Regions from separate parts of the Sus scrofa genome. Here all the other regions are linked to region 2. The links are chromatin contacts, called in public Hi-C maps. All regions are on one chromosome and are shown on one strand. The core of a region is the stretch at or near the end of the contact, and the rest is flanking DNA. Distances in the headings are between cores, read along the strand shown.

Evidence for each region. Hi-C and Micro-C count contacts between places; a contact is called where the count stands out from the background.
Region 1: a contact with region 2 is called in a Hi-C map of fetal liver, with 1.7 times the contacts expected there. The contact joins the enhancer-like site here to the promoter of NR2F6 in region 2. A contact is called at or near these places in 2 of 47 Hi-C or Micro-C datasets (fetal liver and skeletal muscle).
Region 3: a Hi-C map of embryonic fibroblasts shows a contact between it and region 2, with 2.0 times the contacts expected there. The contact joins the promoter of DDA1 here to the promoter of NR2F6 in region 2. A contact is called at or near these places in 1 of 5 promoter capture datasets (liver), 16 of 47 Hi-C or Micro-C datasets (alveolar macrophages, embryonic fibroblasts, epiblast stem cells and 9 more) and 2 of 2 datasets of contacts at active chromatin or transcription factors (alveolar macrophages and skeletal muscle).

The regions. Positions count from the first base shown.
Region 1 is chr2:60,458,153-60,462,577 of Sscrofa11.1, reverse strand. MYO9B (unconventional myosin-IXb) reads left to right here. Exons shown (of 42, transcript XM_021083575.1): 33 at 118-191; 34 at 676-868; 35 at 995-1,123; 36 at 1,378-1,483; 37 at 1,718-1,849; 38 at 3,307-3,430; 39 at 3,923-3,970; 40 at 4,316-4,425. Among named protein-coding and RNA genes, the nearest start is that of USE1, 6.3 kb to the right of the region's middle. Within about 2 kb of position 2,652, at least 4 of the 83 cell types and tissues checked have an H3K27ac peak or open chromatin away from gene starts, as enhancers often do. A contact at or near this core is called in fetal liver, where this site is marked.
Region 2 is chr2:60,424,231-60,428,048 of Sscrofa11.1, reverse strand. NR2F6 (nuclear receptor subfamily 2 group F member 6) reads right to left here and starts at 1,933. Exons shown (of 4, transcript XM_021083574.1): 1 at 995-1,933. The coding sequence starts at 1,287.
Region 3 is chr2:60,374,281-60,378,613 of Sscrofa11.1, reverse strand. It overlaps DDA1 (DET1- and DDB1-associated protein 1), which reads left to right and starts at 1,628. Exons shown (of 5, transcript XM_021083567.1): 1 at 1,628-1,781. The coding sequence starts at 1,779. It overlaps MRPL34 (39S ribosomal protein L34, mitochondrial), which reads left to right. Exons shown (of 2, transcript XM_021083568.1): 2 at 59-710. The coding sequence ends at 272.

The DNA.
Region 1 (4,425 bases), core at 1,403-3,902, 34 kb before region 2:
CAAATATCCAGGTGGTTGTCACTGTCCTAAGACATTGAGACAGGCAGCCGTGGGAACCTGGGGCCCCTGATATGCTATCAGTCACTACCCTCTTCCCCTCCCCCCATGGCCCCCTAGTGTGCAAGATGACCTGCCACAAGAAGTGTGTGCACAAGATTCAGACCTACTGCTCTTACACAAGCGGGAAGCAGGTAAGCCCACCAGGGCCGGGAACTTTTCAGGCCGTTCTGAGAGATGTGGAAGAGAGGGTATGCTGAGTGCAAGGCCAAGGGGTGTCAGGTGAAGCACGGAGCTGGCAGGAGGGGCTGGTCCCGCAGCAGAGCACACCCAGGTCTTGTCAGGCATCCCCCAAGACAAAGGCTGGGCTTGTGTGTGCATCTCAGACCCTGGCCCCATTCCTCTCTCCTCCAGGAGAGGGCAGCTCCCGAGCCTGCACACAAGGGAGGTGGGGTTCTGAGGGCTGGGGCTGCAGCAAGAGCTAGGATCAGCTGCTCTTGAGGGGGCTATGGCGCTTCCCATGGAGACCCGCTGCCGGAGGTCATCAAGCAACCTCCACAGCCAGATGCCAGATGTTCAAGGGAGGGAGGGATGGAGGCCACAGAAGAGGGCCCGGGGTTGACAGGGAGGACAACCAGCTCAGGTCTCCACCCCCCACCCTGCTCCCCATCATTGCAGATCGAGCCAGGCACTGAGCCCGGCCACTTTGGAGTGTGCGTGGACAGCCTGACCAGCGACAAGGTCTCAGTGCCCATCGTGCTGGAGAAGCTTTTGGAACATGTGGAGATGCACGGCTTGTATACTGAGGGCCTCTATCGCAAGTCAGGTGCGGCCAATCGCACCAGAGAACTCCGGCAGGCATTGCAGACAGGTGGGTGCTGTGAGGAGGTGAGGGCTGTGGGCAGGTCAGTGTCAAGGGCAGGAGGGTGAAGCATGGGGCTCCAGGCCCAGCCCCCTGCCTTCCCCACACTCACCGCCCCCCCCACCCCGCCCACAGACCCCACAGCAGTCAAACTGGAGAACTTTCCTATCCACGCCATCACCGGGGTGCTCAAACAGTGGCTCCGAGAGCTGCCCGAGCCCCTCATGACCTTTGCCCAGTACGGTGACTTCCTCCGCGCCGTAGGTGAGTCCCACGGTGGCAGCAGGGGAGGAGGGGGGCAGGAGGTGGCTATCGGGGGTCAGAGCCTTAAGTATTTGCTCTGGCCAGTCAGGGAGGAGGGACCCGCATCACTCCAGCCGAGAAACCAAGGCCCGGGCTGGGGCCCTCTGTGCTTGCCACACACCCGTCCCAGGCTCAACCCAGTGGGAGGCTCCCCGGGGCCCTGGAGCCTGTCAGGGTGGGGCTGGCAGGTAGCTGACACCCCTGGGCCCTCCTAGAGCTGCCAGAGAAGCAAGAGCAGCTGGCCGCCATCTATGCCGTCTTGGAGCACCTGCCAGAAGCCAACCACAACTCCCTGGAACGGCTCATCTTTCACCTGGTCAAGCAAGTGCCTGTCCACCTACCTACCACCAGCTCTCCGTGGGGTGGGGTCCCAGCAGGAGCCTGGCCACAGTGTTCCCCAGGGCCGGCATTCTCTGGTGGCTTCATGCCAGGACATGAGCCCATATTGGGAGGGGGTCCACCAGGGGGCCCCCAGCTGTGCTGGCACCTTCCCCAGGCTCTGGATTCTTGTCTTGGGGCTCCCCAGCCACCCCCTGACTGCCACTTATTGCACAGGGTGGCCCTGCTCGAGGATGTGAACCGCATGTCACCCGGTGCGCTGGCCATCATCTTCGCACCCTGCCTCCTGCGCTGCCCAGACAACTCAGACCCACTGACCAGCATGAAAGACGTCCTCAAGATCACCACGTGAGTACCAGGACCAGCGGGCCTCCGCTCCCGCCATGCACTCAGGGCAGCCCCACCAGGGACCCCACATTAAACCGCAGAGCCCATGCCAGAACCCTCCAACGGCCTAGCCTCAGTAGTGTGTAAACACACCTGCAGAGAAAAGTCCCGAAGAATATACCCCGTTCACGATGGCCCCTGGAGGTGCCCTGAGCACTGGAGTCCTGGATGGGCTTCATTTGATCTCTCTACTCTGTTTTCTTTTCTAACAAACACACATGACTTTTGTCCTAAATGGAAATTCAAACAAAGCCTGGATGTGCGCTGTTTGCTGTGAGCAGCAAGCAGGGTTCTTCCGACAGACAAGGGACAAGGGGCAGCCCAGCCTCACAGTGGCATCATGGGGCTCACACAGTCCCAGACCCGGGGTGGGGGGAGATCTGGCAGCCTCTCTCCTCAAGCAGCAGGAGCGTCACTTGCAAGTTGGAGGGTGGAAAACCAAAAACAGGGGAAAATCCCTCGTTCCTTGCCACAGGGTGAGGGAGACAGTGAAGCCCCATGTTCCCAGTGTCAGAAAGCAATGAGAGCCAGCAGCAAACAGAAGTATGATCTCAAGTTTCCTTCTTCCCCTAAACAATCTTCAAAAGTTCTCAAAAGGTTCTTCAAAAGAACTCAAAAGGAGGTTAGCAGACATCCATCACTAAGAGGATATTATCTAGGCTGCACACTCTAAAAATAAGAACCTGTCACCCTAGGCAGTTTCAGGAGGCAAACACAGGAAGGCCTGACCTAGGCCCCCAGGCCACACGCTTTGAGAGTAATGAGCAGCAGCTGCTAGGCGGAGAGGAGGGGAGCCCAGAGTGTCCCTGACACTACCTGGGCTGTGGTGTGGTGTTGACAGATATGCTTTCAGCCTCTTTCAGCACATTCCATGGCCTTTTTTTCTTATGTGGTCACGACCGCCTCTCCATCCAGGCCGAGTCCATCCTGTCCCACCACACCCTCCCCGCCCTGGTACTGACCTCTCCAGGCTGAGTCTCCCTGGTATTGGCCACTCAGGCTGGCCCTGACCAAGGGACTTCTTGAGCCCTTGGGGCCAGCTGCCTGCAGCCCCTGGGATAAATCGCCCAGCCTCCCCACACCTTCTATACTTCTGTGAGATGGGATTGTCCCCACCCTGCAGGGTGACTGAAAGATCAATTCACTTTAATCCTCGGTACTGTACTTCCTCCTTCAGACAAGGAGGCTTGTTAAGACAGGGATCCAGGCTCAGAGAGGTGGGGTGAGCAGCACAAGGTCACACAGTGAGTGAAGTGGGGCCACAAGGGGAGCCACAGCCTTGTCCGCGGCCCTGCCTGACCTCTGGGTCTCTGCCTCAGCCACCCTGCCCCAGTCTCTGGCCAGCATCTCCCTAGACGGGGAAGAGGGGCCCTCGCGTTGGCCATCCCCCCAGGATAGCCGAATCGCCTTCTCCACAGGTGCGTGGAGATGCTGATCAAAGAACAGATGAGGAAGTACAAAGTGAAGATGGAGGAGATCAACCAACTGGAGGCTGCGGAGAGCATCGCCTCCCGAAGGCTCTCTCTCCTGAGACAAAACGCTGTGAGCAACGCAGGGCTGCGGCTCGGGTCGGGGGGGAGCCTTGTGGGAGGAGGCCGTGGGCGGGGTTTGGGCATAGGGCGTGGTGTCTCTTCTAATGCATACACTTGCAGCCACGTGTGGCCGTAGGCAGCCTGACCAGGAGCCTCATGGCAGCATAGTTAGGCGCTGATTCCTCACAGCCAAATGACCCCCGTCCTAGCTCAGTCTCTAAGCCAACTGCTCCTCTCAGCAGCAGGGGATTCTATCACCCACTTGGTGGTAATCCTGGTCATACTCCAGCCACATCCCCTGCAGACCTGGGCCCCGCCCACAGGGAAACGTTCCCACAGCAGAAATGGTCTTGCTTTCGGAGGTGGGTGGGGGAATAAAGGGCAGGCCCAGGCTCCTGTGGGAGGATCCCCTCCTTATCCCCGCAATCAGACATGGTGCATGCCCATGACTAGCACCTGGTCATGGCCCAGTGTGGTCACCCTCTCTTCATCTCTCCCCCAGCCATGGCCTCTCAAACTGGGGTTTTCGTCTCCCTATGAGGGGGTCCTGGTATGTACACATACGGCGGGTTCTAGTCGCATGTCTCCCGGTGCGGTGCATGCTGGGGTTCCCCTCCACCCCTAGGGTCTCTTAGGATAGGCCAAGTACATCCTAACCTTCCAGAAGTGCATGCTGGGGGAGGCCCATTGCCTGCTGACCACCTGTGCTGAAGATGACTAATCAGCCAAGTGCCGGTCACTCAGTCCCTGCATGATCCCGGGAGAAGCCTTACTAAGCGTAGCCGTCCGCGTCGGAACTAACCTCCCCTGGAGATGCACCGCCCTCTTTCCATCCACAAGCACTGAACCCCACCCACCTAGAGGGGCTGACCACACCTGCCGCTTTTCTTGGCAGATCAAGAATCCCAAGACCCGGATGAAAAGCAGCGGTGGCCTGGAGGAACTGGGGGTGCTGCCAGAGGAAGAAGCAGCTGGTGGTGACGAGGATCGAGAGAAGGAGATCCT
Region 2 (3,818 bases), core at 684-3,183:
GAGTAAAGGTTTAAAAATGGAGCCAAAGAAGGCTGACCAAAGAGTGGTAGGAAAGGGGGTCCTGGGCTGGACACCCAATGCCAGCAGCTTCTCCCCCAGACCTAGTGCCCATTATCAACCGGAGAAGCTAGCAAGGCCACGCCCTGTCAGTGGGGGCTCCAACTGAGGATAGCTCAGGGTTCCTAGGTTTCCCAGGGGAGGAAACATTCACCCCCCACCCTGTCTCAGAGCCCACCAAAGTTTCAGGGATTTTCCAGGAGCCCAGGTCTGCACCCATTTCTGGCTGGGGGGTGGGGCAGCCAAAATGTGGTCAAATCCAGCCGTCCTCCCTGACCTAGAGCAGCAGCTTCCAGTGACCCAAGGCCCAGGGTGAGCTCTGGGGGGTAGGGGGGGGTGTTCCCCCCTGATGGGCAGGTCCGACCCCAGAGCAGGGGCCCCCATGCAAAGGAAGCTGCTCTGTGCCACCCCGGTTTCACTACAGCCGCCACCTCAGTGGCCAGGGCGACTTTGGAAGTGATATTTGACCCCAAGGGCGCGCCGTATCGATCCGCGCGGATGCAGACAATGGCCCCTCGAAGCTGCCAGCTCCACAGTCCAAGTTCCACGTTCGATTCCCGCGGGGTCCCCCGCGCACCGAGATTCCCAAGGGAAGGGATGCCCTGCGGTTGGGGGCCCACTCCTGACAGCACCCCAACCCTCCCCGCACGGAGCTGGCCCTTCTCAGGAGAAAAAGAAGGGAGGGAGGAGGAGCAAGTAACTGGGGCGGAAGCCACAAGGGACCACCTGATGGGGGGACCTGCAACGATACAGCGCCGACTGTATACACAATCCCAGGAATGCAATGAAGAGGGGGAGAGGGAGCTGTGCCCCTATCTCAGAGGGGGAGTGGAGGCCCAGAGAAGGTCAGTGCCAGGCCCAAGGTGACCGAGCAGGTCAGAGGCCCGGCCCAGGCCGGGCCGGGTGCCCAGCGGCTGTGCGCTGATAGGGGGCTCACCGGCAGGTGTAGCTGAGGTTGCGGCGGATGCTCCGCTTGAAGAAGCTCTTGCAGCCCTCGCAGGTGAAGACGCCGTAGTGCTTGCCGCTCGACTTGTCCCCGCACACCACGCAGTCCACCTGCAGCCCCGGCCGCTCCTCGTCGCCCGGTTCAGCGTCGCTGGCAGCCCCGGGGGGTGAGGCCGAGTCTTCCTCCGCCGCGCGCGGGTAGCCGCCCGCCTTGTCCACGCCGTTCGTGTCGCCGCCGCCGCCGCCGCCGCCGGGGCCGCCCCAGCCGCCGGTCACCATGGCCATAGCCCCAGGGCAGCGGGGCCGGGGCGCCCCCTCCGCGCTCCTCCTTCGGGGCACCCCTTTCGGCCCGGGAGACCCTACCCGGTGCGCATCCGGCCCCGGCGCGCGGGGGGCACCCGACTGCACCCCCCAAAAAAGTTTTGCAGTAACTTCCTGCGGCCGGTCCGCGCGCCCGGGCGGAACTGGTCGGGCCGGTTCCAGGCCAACTTTCCCACGCGTGCGCGGGGCCGGGCCTGGGGCCGGGGGGGCAACTAGAGGTGCGGGCCGGGGGCCCCGGGGACTCGCGCCCCGGCGCCCTGGGGCCCCGGCGGGGGAGCACGGGCCATGGCCCGGCCCAGGCTGCGCAGGGGGCGCCCTCTGGCCCGGTTGCCGCTCGGCCGAGGGCTGCGGCCAACTTAGCGGGCTGCCATCCGAGCGCGGGAGGCCAGGGGGAAAGTTTGGCCGCAAGTTGCTCGGCCGCCCGCGGCGGGGGGGAGGGGCGGCGGGCACGCGCCGGGGCCGGTCACCGCGCCCCCTGAGGCCGTCGGGCCCCCGGGCGGCCGCTCCGGGCCTGCAGGGCCGCGGGCCGGCGCTTCCTGAGCTGCCGCCCCCGCTACGGCCGCGCCCGCCCGGCCTGGGCCTGCGCCTGGGCCCGAGCCTGGCTCTCGCCGCCGCCGCCGACCCCGCGCGCCGGCCTCGCGCTGCGGCCGGTTTGACACACAACGTTCCATTCGCGGGGCGGGCGGGGGGCGGGGGCGGGGGCAGGGGCGCGCGCCGCGGGCTGGGGGCGGGCGCTCGTTGCCCCGGCGACGACCGCCCTTATAAGGACATGGGTGGCCGTGCGCGGCGCCCGGCGCCCGGGCCGGCGGGAGGGGTGAGGGCGGAGCGCGGGGCCGCTCGGCCTGACCCTCCCCCTCCCCCTCCCACCCCATCCCACCCCCGCCCTCACCCCGCTCCAGCCTTAACCCCTGCCGGGCCGCGGCGGGAACCTGGGCGACTGCTGCCCTCTGCCCTTCCGCAGCCTCGACAAGATGTCTCTCTAAGGCCCTCCCCTCCACCTCCGGCCTTGGACGTTGCGTCGCTCTACCGCCCTCGAGGTGCCCCTCGGCACCACCCCCCTGCCTTCCCGGCATAAGCAATAATGGGGGGCCAGTTGCACGCGGGGGGCACGCCCCTGCGCAACACACACACACACACACACACACACACCCCGGGCATTTCTTTGCACAGTTGCATGATGGATTGTGTTTGCTTCCTCTTCCAGAAAGTCGCTGCGTCCGACCCCCACCCCACCCTTTCTCTGCTTGGGCTAACACCTGGTGCTCGGAATCTCCGGGGGGAAGGGATGTTGTGGTCTGCAGCCGGCGGGGGCATGAGGTCAGGGGCCCCCTTACCAGAATTTAAGGCCTCTGGGGGCAGGGCGCCACCCGCCCAGCCCAGCGAGGCTGGAAGCAACAGGAATGCCCACCACCCCTGCCGGGGGGCCTGCCCCTTTTCCCCTTTAATTTCCTTTTCTTTCTGTGCTTCACCGAAAGGGCCTGGCCAGGCAGCCGGCTGGACTACAGATGTCTCTTCCAGGGTCTCCAGAGCCTCCCAGCTGCCATTCTGCCTCCACGTCACCCACCAAGAAGACCCTGGGCTGTTGTGGCCAGCATTTATTAAGCACACTTTGTATGCCCCCTTGCCGTCCTGGGCAAGGAAGCCTGAGCCTCTGTTTCTGGGCCTGTTAACGTTTAACTGGCTGGAAAAGCCCTTCCTGCAGTGACCTTTCACCTTGGAGTCCTGCAGGTCCAGGCACCCAGCCTTATCTATCGCCCTGCCCTGGATTGAGCTGGACACCAGGACACGTGGCTGGGCCTCTGACGGCTGCTGGCAGGATAGCTGTGCCCTCTGCCTCCATGGACTCCTAATCCCTCTCCTTTCAGGAAGGGTCTTTGGAAAAAGGCATTCCCCTCTCCAGATGACATCTGGGGATACACACTCCATGGTCAGGGCAGGAGATACTTGGAGATCATACAGCACTAACCAGGACACCAAGGTTCTGGAGATGCCAGGCAGTACAATGGCCAAGCCCTGGGCCTCTGGACCTCCCTAGGGAGTCTGGCTGGGTGTGTGTGGTGGGGGAGGTTTCAGCAAGTACAGAAAGCAAGAAGGACTAGGATTAGACATGAGCAAGGACTTTCCATGGGTCTGACTAGAGTGGAATTCTCTGCAGGGTAAGGTGCTCTAGGAGAGAGGGACCAGGATGGTTAGAGAGGACCCTTTGGTTCTGGAGCTGCCTGGGAATCTGGGGGCACTGGTTGGGTATTTGGGGTGAGGACAGGAGTCCTAGGCCCCTGGTCTGGACTTTCCAGGATCTTTGATGGGGCTGGGGGTTGATCTCAAAGAAGAGATAAGAGAGGGAGACTTGGAAGAGAAGGCTCAAAGAAAGGAGTCAGAGGGGGGCTAGAGAAGGGAGGGGGCAGGGAACTGGGACTTGAAGGACACAAGTCTGGGGAAGGGGGAGGGCTAGTGAGTGGCGGTGTGGGGCCAGGTTGGAGTCTGGGGGAAGGTCT
Region 3 (4,333 bases), core at 379-2,878, 49 kb after region 2:
CGCAGCAGTCACACAGCAATCTTTTCTGACCTTTCTCGCTTTTTCTCTGACCGGGCAGGTGGCTCCAGCCCCAGGCCTGGCTGGGGTTCCCGGATACATGGGGACTCCCCGCCATGCAGCAGACCCGGGGCAAGGCGCGCGGGAACGAGTATCAGCCGAGTAACATCAAACGCAAGCACAAGCATGGTTGGGTCCGGCGCTTGAGAACGCCAACCGGGGTCCAAGTCATTCTTCGTCGCATGCACAAGGGCCGAAAATCATTGAGCCATTGAGAAGGGCGACGCTGCCGCCTGGACCCCTCATTAAATCATTTCCCTCGCTTAGCCTGTGGCTGTTTTTGTGGAGAGCTGGAGAGCAGGACGACTGGGATTCGGACGGACATGAATATCCCTCACATTGGCCCAGGGGAAGAAATCTGGTATTATACTGGAAAAAGGAGTGGAAGTCAGACCTTGCCCGGTGCTTTTTTACGCTTTTGAATTAGGAAGAATTTCGAACTTAACGCAACAGTCTAGTGACCAATTACCCACAACCCATCCTGCCCCCTCCTGAGATGCAAATCTCAGGCGTCAGATTATTCTGTAAATATTTCAGAAGGCACCTCTTCAAGATAAGGGCTCTTTAATACATATTCACAAAACTTTTCACAGCTGAAAAAAAGTTATCAGTTCTTTTAGTCATTGAAAGTCTAATAAATGTTCACATTTTCACTTGTGTTGTAAAATGTCGTGATTCCCACGGTTCTAGGAAGGCTTGTGGAGAGTTGGGAGGGATATGAACCCAACCACCTGCCCCTTGGGGATGGGCTATGTGACTTTGAGCAAGACCTTAACTCTCTGAGGCTTATCTGGCTTCTACAAAATCAGGTGCTCGTTTCTCCCTTGCTGTGTTGTTGCTGGAGTAATAATACTAACTTCCCCTTAGTAACCTGAGGAGTACTTCCTCAATAAATCCTTGTTCTGTCCAGGCTGTCAGGCTGGTGAGGAGTTGGGAGGTAGATTCGTACGCAGGCAGTTTGGACATAGTGGAGTCAGGGCTGGTAAGAGGGTGGTGAGGGCTATGGGGCCATGAGGAAGCACCCGACTTGGCATTGGGAAGAACACAGGGAAGGCTTCCAGGAAGAGATGGCAGGGTGTGGGAGGGCCGAAGGAAGGAGGGACTAGAGAGGGGTCAGCATAAAAGGTGGACGAATTTGGCTGGAGGGGCCCAGGATATGGGGCCGAGGAGGTGGGACTGAACCCTTGGGGTAATGAGGAGTCACGGGAAGTGTTCGAAGAAGAGTCTGGGTTGTCAGTTCAAAGATAATTCAAGCAGCTAGTGTGGAATAGCTTAGATATGCTGAAACCTAAGATTGGGACCCTGGGGAGGAGGCTGAGAGTGTCATGGTGGGTCCCCACCTCCGGGACCTCCAGGTGCCGCAGACTACAAATTCCAAGAGGCTTTGGGGGCAGCCTCCGCCCACTTCCGGAGTTCGCTGCCCCTCTCTTGCAATTCCCGGGCGGGGTTTTGCTCCCTCAACCGAACTTGACCACGAAGGGAGGAGGCGTGACGTCCAATGGGCGCGTGACTTAGTTAGATCAGGCCAATGGGAGCGCGCAAAGACCTTATAGCCTAGAGGCGGGGCTAGAGGGCGGACCAATGACGGACGGGCGGCCACACCATCAGTGTGGGCTGTGCGGTGGCTGGAAGTTACTGTGCGGCGGCGGCTAAGAAGGCGGCTGTGGTGGCGGCGGCGGCAGCAGAGACGGTGGCTGAGGAGGCGACGGAGGAAACAGAAGATGGTGAGGGTGGCTGCCGGGGCCGTACTCCCCCCTTCTCTTGACAAAATGGCGCCGCGGGCCCACCCACCCCCAGTAATCCCCCTGGCCCCTCACCGTCCTGCCTGGCCCCCTCTAGCCCGGCCCGCCCCTCCCTTTGACCCGTGCCCTTCGACCCCTAGACCCCTGCTGCGAGCTTCCTGCTGACCTCGCCCTGGCTCCATCTCCGACCCCTGACCCACCTAAGCTTTCAGGCCCTGACAAGTCATTCATTTCCGGGTCGCGGTCCCCCCGGAAATAGCCTAGGGGTGGGTATGGGGTCCCCCAAGACCCCCATCTCAGGTCCCGTTCTCCGCGCGGTAGGCCTGGGCTTTTCCAGTTTGAGAGGGCTTAGGAGGCCGGCCTGAGCGTCGGGGCGGGGAAGGGGCTTGATGCCTTGACGTGCGGGGCTTTGTCGCCAAAGGAAGTGCGACATCGCAAACTGCCCCAGTCCCCCGACCCCACCTCCAGATTTCTGCCCTGACCAGCTCTAAGAGGGAGTAACTTCGTCTCTCCAATCACCAGGCCCTACCTCTGTTAAATGGGGGTAGCAATAGTTCAGACCTCATACGATTGCGATAATTTAGGGAACTGACGTCTTAAAGAGCTTGGGATGGTGAACGCTCAACAGATGAGCTGGGTTACTCAGGGATGTTGACATCCCCTCTCAGCTGTCTCCTCATCTTGAAGTTGGGTTAATGCCAGCTCGTGGTTGGGAGGTTAAAATCCCCCCTGGGCCGCTCACTCATCCTGGGATTTGGGTCTGATGGTTCTTTGGGGTTTCCTGTCTCCACCTGTGAAGTGTGACACAGCCTCAGAGTTGGGTTGAAGCCCCCTCCGTTCCCCACACTACTTGACATCTTCAGGGCTGACAGGGGTAATGAAAGCTTTTGTCAGGGCAAGTCAAATCCCATTGGTCCTGGACTCAGGGTCCCAGCCCACAAGCCACAGTCCTTGGGGTGTGGTGGGGGATGGGCAAAAGAAGACTTCTTGTCACAAAGGGTATAGGAAACTGATAAGTGCATTCCTAGCACGTGGATCCCCAAGCCTGGGTGTTGTCCTTGATTCCTTGCTGCAGCCTCATTGCCCACGCCCAGACCATAGTGGGTTTTGTTGGCTCTGCCTCCAGAATGAATTCTAATTTTGTCCTTGGCTCCCCACCCTGGTCCAGGCACCTCTACCTCTCACCTGAACACCTGCTGCAGCCTCCTCCCTGGTCTCCTTCTCTCCATCCAGCCCCACTGGCAGTCCAGAACCAGAGGGAGTTTTTAAAGATGTCAGTCAGATTATACCACTTTCTAGCTTACAAAACACTCCAGGGGTTTCCTGTTGTAACCCCAATGAAACCCCAGCTCCCCCTCAGTCTCCAAGGTCCCTGCCCATCTCTGTGACCTCATCTTTTTACCCCCCACCCCCTTGAGCTTCAGCCACAGTGGCCTTGTTTTCACATTTTCACGCTCCAAGTCCCTGCCATCCCAGGGCCTTTGCACTCATTACTTCTTCTGCCTGGAATGCACCTTCTCCTGTGAACATCTCAGAATCCCCCATGTCTCTCCTCTCTCTGCACACCATTTCTTTTCCTCGTCTTGCTTTGGTTGGGTCACTGGCAGGCTGCCTACACAGGGACTGGCACACAGATAATCAGTGAGTGTTTGCTGAGGCAGTGGATGATAGCTTCTGGACCCAACTGTAGCTAGGATTTGTCTGGCTGAGTGAGGATTTCTCCCCGTTTCCAAGACCTTATTTTCCTGCTTAGCTGACAGGAAGTACTGGCCATACCCTGTCTTCATTCATTTATTCAGCACAGATTGATGCTAACAGCTGCCCTCAAGGGAGCTCTGTGCAGAGCTCTCTCCCTGTGTTGTCTTACTGAGACACAGAACAACCCTGGAAGGGGTCCCTGTTGTGGCCCTCGGTTCACAGCAGGGGTGGCCAGGCTGAGAAGTCACTTGTCCCAAGTCACACAGAGAGGGAAGGTCCCATCCAGAATTGAGTGCAGGCCCGGGGCTCCCGCATCTCTCACCACTCTGCCTCCAGGCCCCATGTGAACCCTGTCAGGGGCCCAGGGTTGAGCCAGCCTCACCCCGCCCTCTGCCTCAGGGAGGCAGATATGTAAACAGATGATTTCTTTGGGGTATGAATGTGGCTCTAGCAGAGGCTCCCAAGGTGTCAGGAGAGGGAAGGGGCAGGGGGTGTTTTGAGCTGGCTGGAGAGTTGGTGGGTGTTTTCCACGTGGAAAAAAGAGGGGCATTCCTGGAGGGTGGCACAGGCTGAGGAGTTGTGTGGCAGGAGACCAGCGTGTGCCAAGCTGAGCCCGGGCTGCGAAGGACTTTGGGTTGGGGCAGGGACCCCTCCTCTCCCTTCAGGTCTCAGGCTTGCATCTGGGCAGCACTCCCTATCCCTCAGACCAGCCAGCCTTCCCCACCCCCACCCCTGCTGTCATGGGCCTCACATGGCACCTTGTGGTGCCCTGTCCTCAGGCCACTGTGCATTCACTGCACAGCTCTTTGATCCACAGCCATGTCCCCAAACACTGG